Linked DNA regions of Oryctolagus cuniculus: region 1 is linked to region 2. The links are chromatin contacts, called in public Micro-C maps. All regions are on one chromosome and are shown on one strand. The core of a region is the stretch at or near the end of the contact, and the rest is flanking DNA. Distances in the headings are between cores, read along the strand shown. Region 1 overlaps RAPGEF4 (Rap guanine nucleotide exchange factor 4). Region 2 overlaps MAP3K20 (mitogen-activated protein kinase kinase kinase 20).

Evidence for each region. Hi-C and Micro-C count contacts between places; a contact is called where the count stands out from the background.
Region 1: a Micro-C map of ear pinna shows a contact between it and region 2, with 14 times the contacts expected there. The contact joins two enhancer-like sites. A contact is called at or near these places in 4 of 6 Hi-C or Micro-C datasets (ear pinna, embryonic fibroblasts, psoas muscle and 1 more).

Annotation. Positions count from the first base shown.
Region 1 is chr3:68,085,796-68,088,495 of mOryCun1.1, reverse strand. It overlaps RAPGEF4 (Rap guanine nucleotide exchange factor 4), which reads left to right. Exons shown (of 30, transcript XM_070070679.1): 24 at 310-488. Among named protein-coding and RNA genes, the nearest start is that of MAP3K20, 44 kb to the right of the region's middle. Within about 2 kb of position 1,380, at least 4 of the 8 cell types and tissues checked have an H3K27ac peak or open chromatin away from gene starts, as enhancers often do. A contact at or near this core is called in ear pinna, where this site is marked.
Region 2 is chr3:67,922,158-67,924,857 of mOryCun1.1, reverse strand. It overlaps MAP3K20 (mitogen-activated protein kinase kinase kinase 20), which reads left to right. Exons shown (of 20, transcript XM_008258756.4): 10 at 626-732. Among named protein-coding and RNA genes, the nearest start is that of MAP3K20, 120 kb to the left of the region's middle. Within about 2 kb of position 1,262, at least 5 of the 8 cell types and tissues checked have an H3K27ac peak or open chromatin away from gene starts, as enhancers often do. A contact at or near this core is called in ear pinna, where this site is marked.

The DNA.
Region 1 (2,700 bases), core at 131-2,630, 160 kb before region 2:
TTTGCATACTGAGGTTATAAATAAGGCCTGTTACAAAGCCTTTGAATATTAGAGGAAAAGCTTTATGGTTTTCGGTATGCCATGCCTTCCTGCATATATTCAGCCAACAAAATCTTGCTTCTATTTATATATTTCACAAGACTCCTGGAAGCCCTTCAAATCCGCGGGACAGGCTGCATCTCAGTTGGTGGCTGCATTTGCTCGCATTCATTGACCAATAAAACAGAGAAACCAATGGCCAAGCCGTGCAAGCTTGCTGGATTTTAAAAAGCCAACCCTTAAGAGACATTGTTTTCCTTGCTTTTCTAGCTGGAGCTAATCTATCACACATTTGGAAGGCACAATTTTAAAAAGACCACAGCCAACTTGGATCTGTTCCTGAGAAGATTTAATGAAATCCAGTTCTGGGTCATCACTGAGATTTGCCTGTGTTCCCAGCTCAGCAAGCGTGTTCAGCTCTTAAAAAAATTTATTAAGATTGCAGCCCAGTAAGTATCTTTAGCTTGGAAGAGGAAGAATCACCCTTTTGAGCTATGTCTTTGTTTTGCTTTCTTAGACTATCCCTTGGGAAGCAAAGCAGGCTATGGGAGCAGCTTATGCACAGACTCAAAAATAACTGAATTCATGGAAAAGAGGAATTTCTTTTAGCTTTTGTAACGTTTGACATCAATATCTGAATTAATATCTCGTAGCATTGATGCTGGAGTCAAAGCTGTGACCTCTTCTTGCCCTGGGCTACTCAGATTTCCTTGCCTCCTTCAGATGAAAGGGTCCTGGAGCCCCCAGATTTCCCCCAAAATTCCCCTTGAAAGGCTGTGCCTGCCAGTGTCCCCACATGACACATTCTGACCAGTAGAGGGCAGTGGAACATGCGTCTACAACAGCGTGCGTCCAACTCGGCCAGAATCAAATCAGTAACATGCATAAAGGCGAGGTAACCTGGCACGTGAAAATCATCTCCATGAGCATCAGGAAAAGCAGACATCTTATAAATATTCTATTTACCAGCACTTCGTGGGAAACAATTTATTTACTGCAGGGGCCAGTTAGCTCCCTGACATGAATTTAATCTTCTCCTGCTATTTGGATATGCCTGACAACCTCCTGTTTACTTCCATGTTTTTGGTATCACCACTGTGCTAAAAATAAAATGCTAAATGCGGCCTGTGGCCGTGAGACTCCTTTCCTTTTCTAAATGCCGGGAGCTCAAGCAGAGGAAGGTGGGGAGTGCCAGTGACCTGGGCTAGGCCACTTCCTTGAGCCAAACAGTTTAGATCCCATACAGCGCTAAACAAAGAAGTAAAGGCAGCTCAACAGCGTTTTATAGCTCTCAGCTTGACAGATGCCTTGAGTTATTTTGCCAGAAAGGTGAGGGTCCAACAGAATACCAAAGCCCTTGGAATTGAGCGCTGCTAGCTCTTCGTTGGGAAAAGCTGGCCTGGTGAAGAGAGATTTGGTGAAACGTTGCTTGTGAATTCCTGGCTCAGAGCGAAGCCACTTTCCCTAGCAGCCTGAGCAGGCTTGCTGCAAGGGACAAATGCCCTCACGGATTTGGAATGAGTTGATTATGGAAACTATGACAATGTGTGCTTTCTCTCTGCACCGGAGCCTGGCAGTGCCGGAGGCAACCAGGAGGAGGAGAGAGAAGCAATCTGCACGCAAATGTGGGAGGTCAGCAAATCTTTGGGGGCCTAATCCTGTTACGTTACTGAAGCAACGCAGGAGAGCCTTTTGAAAAACCCAGGATTTTGGTTTTTTAAATGTTTTTGCCTTTCTTATCCCTCTCCCTTCTGATTATGTGAATGAGTAGGTGGACCTGGCCTCCGGTATAAATTGGTTTATATTATTAACCACGATTAAGTCCTGCGCTGAGCTTGCTGTCCCAGAGTGGAGCTGTTTACACAGCCCAGCTGGAGAAGATTGTAGACGTTCACAAATCCCAGATCTGTAAGCGCGAGATGGGAATCCAGTGGCCATAGCATCTGTTTGGCTTGCTGTCTTTAGAGGACTTCTGCCTGTTCTCTCCAAGATCGTGGCCCTGTCTTGAAGTTTATGAAGTTGGGGGGAAGGAAGGGCGGAGGAGCAGGTGTCATTATGTCTTTGTTTCCGTGTCAGGAGACTGGGGCATGGAGACATGTCATGGTTTTCCAAGGGTGATAAAGCGAGTTAGAAACAGAGCAGTGACCAGAAAGGCAGGTCCACAGTCTTGCATTTGTTCTTTCAAGATCATGGGCACAAGACAAAAGCAAACACATGCAGGGGGTTGCACCTGCTGCCTTCCACCTCTGGGGTCTCCTGAGTGACGTCAGCCCCTGACCTGAGTGCTACAGCCAAGGCCTCCCCTGCTTTCTCAGGAGTGGGGCCGGCTGACTCTGAAATATATTTTCTCATTTCCCCACAGACCACTTAGAATTACTTATGGTTACCTTTGTAAGGATATCCCGGATGGCAAATGCAACAATGTAGCCCTTTATAAAATGTGAATCCAAATGGGATTTAATTATGATGTATTCAACTTTGATAACTATATTGATTTGAGACAAAGGATTTGTGCTTTTTACAAAATGAATTCTCTCCCTTCTCAGGAGGGACCTGGTATGAAGAAGTCGGGGGTTCCTGTGTATTTTTTTAAGTTGAGCCTACTACCTAGATCTTGCCATTCTAATAAGTATTCCTGGGCTTGGTGCACGTGCCTCCTTC
Region 2 (2,700 bases), core at 13-2,512:
AAAAAAAAAAAAGAATTGTACAGCAAACACCAAGAACACCAAGATACTCAGACTCCCATTAACTTTTTACCAGTTTTATCACATAGATGTTTTTAAGGACTAATTTTTTTCCTTTGAGGAGCCCTTAATCATACCCAAAGAGAACTTCTACCTGGAGAAAAACACTAATTATCCCAAGCTTAGGCCACATGGATAGAAAAACAACATCAGAATCTATTCCTTCTCCTTTTAAATTTTTATTTATTTCCATTTTATTTGAAAGGCAGATAAATGGAGATAAAGAGACAGACACACAGAGCTCTTCCATCTGCTGGTTCACTCCCCAGATGCCTGCAACAGCCTCAGCTAAGCCAGGTCCAAGCCAAGAGACTGGAATTCAATCAGGTCTCGCACGTGGGTGGCTGGAACCCAAGTACTTGAGCCGTCACCTGCTGCCTCCCAGGGTGCATATGTTCTTCAGCATAAGTAATCCAAAATATGGAATCTGCTGTAAATAACGTTGTGTCACGTTTCCTTTCGCCCGCCCGGTGGGCTGAGCTGGGTATGACCGTGCCTGTGGGTGCCTGTGTCTTCTCTAAAGCTCTCCTGCTTAAGGCCCAGTATGTGACTCTCTCCCCTTTTGCAGAAACGGCCGTCGTTCAAGCAGATCATTGCCATCCTGGAGTCCATGCGCAATGACACGAGCCTTCCTGACCAGTGCAACTCGTTCCTGCACAACAAGGCAGAGTGGAGGTGGGTGGTCCTGGCGCTGCAGCCCGGCCACAGAGCCCTGGCTGACAGTCCTGCTGGCTGCGCGTGGCTTAGGGAAAACAATGTTTTAGACCTTTGGAGAGGAGACCTGGTGAGCCCTCCCTCTCACACGGAAGCAAGAGGGAGAGTCTGCGTTGTCTGACTGCATCCCTCAGTGTTTGGAAAGAATACTGAAATCCTGGCTTCTGAGACAAACGCTGGTGAGCAGCCCGTCCCCGTCCCCATCCCCGCTCTGGCCTGTGTCCAGTAAAGTAAGAGAGGAAAACTGTGCAGGCCTTGAAATGCGCGGGCGCCAGATCTGCTGCTGGAGAGGGCAAGGGCACTGTAAAAACACTTGTAAAAGAAAACTTGGGCCCTTATAAATCCTATCAAATGTTGTGAAGTGCAGAACAAACTTCGGAACGAGAGAACCGTCTTGTATGAGTGGAAAAAGTAAGCCCAGGCTAGCCCGTCCGAGCCAGCTCACATGATGCACGTATAAATAGCATGTTTGGGAGCTGACACCACTGCTGCCCTGACTCAGCAGAGGTGGGAGTAACCTCAACTCTGCTCCGAGGCAGTAATGTGAGGCCTTACGCCATCTGCTGATGCTGGCTGAACACTGCATGCAGGTTGAAAACCACCAGGTTGTGGACTCCTGTTGTCCCAAGTCTCCTTGGGCTTCCTGTTTGGTATTTTACAGTCACACTATGTATGCTTATTCCTTTGAAAGATCTCCCTAGGGCGAGTGAGTTAAGTGAATTATTACTTAGGGCTACAAAAGTAACACCGTGAAGTCAAGTCTAGTCCTAAGAGACAATTTTTAGGCTGAAATAATTAAAAAAGCAAAACATTTGTTTCCTGCAGTAAGAGATCAGTGACTGTGTAATCGGATCACTTCCCATCAGAACCCTCGTATGGGTTCCAATCACTCGTAAGATGAAGGGAAAGATACTTAACAGGACTTTGGAGACTGAATGAGGCCATCTGGGTTTTGGCCCCAATGGCCTTAGCTTAAGATCATGGTCCTATTCCACGCTTGCCCTCCCTCTGCAGGGGGGCTTTGCAGATACAGTTTCCCCTCTTTAAAGCCCACCCCTGTGCAGCTGCACACCACCCCTGAGGCTCCGGTAGCTGAGATAACACAACAGGCCAAGTCCTGCCTTCCGCACTCCGAGAGCGTGTCTCCTCCTCAGCCCCGCCCTTGCCCTCTGTGGGTAGTTGTTGAACTATGTCCCCCTGTTGCTTGCACTCACCACTGTCCCTGCAGCTCCTAGAACATGCTGGAAACACAGCTGTTGCTTGGTCAATACGTACGAGGACAGAGGAAGAGAATGCCTTGTTGGTAATGATATGAAAGGATGGTGTTATACAGCAGCACATAACCCTGTAGGGCCATTTGTCTGCCATGACAAGCACCCAGGTTGTATTTGTTTGTTCAGCATCCATTGTGCTTCTGCTGGTGCCGCCCAGGTGCCGGGCCGGAGCCATGAGCACAGGATGCTTGTCACAGCGTGTCCAGTTGCCAAACTGCTAAATGGAAACCCACACATAGCTACTGGACAGGCGTCGCAGCTGAGAAGCGCCGGACGCCTGAGAGCACAGGCCCACACCATCTGATCTGGGCCGAGGCTGCTGTGAAAGCCTTCCCCAAGGAAGTGCCATTCGATCTGTTATCCCAAGGGTCAGTGGGATATTAATACCCTTGCGACAGGGAGTCTTTAAAAGTATGGCAACAGAGCATCAGTCAGGAGGAAAGTCGCTTGCTCTCCACGTGAAAATCTTAAAGCCTACATATGGCCAAAAACAGTGCCCTCAGAAATCGGGTCCAAGACAGATGACAGCTGCTGTCACAGCTCTTCCCCACGTACGACCATTCCCATAGGTTTTGGTCTCAGGACTCTTTTACGTTCTTAGAATTACAGTGGACTCCAAAGAACCTTTGTTATCATGACCTGCATCTGCCAGTGT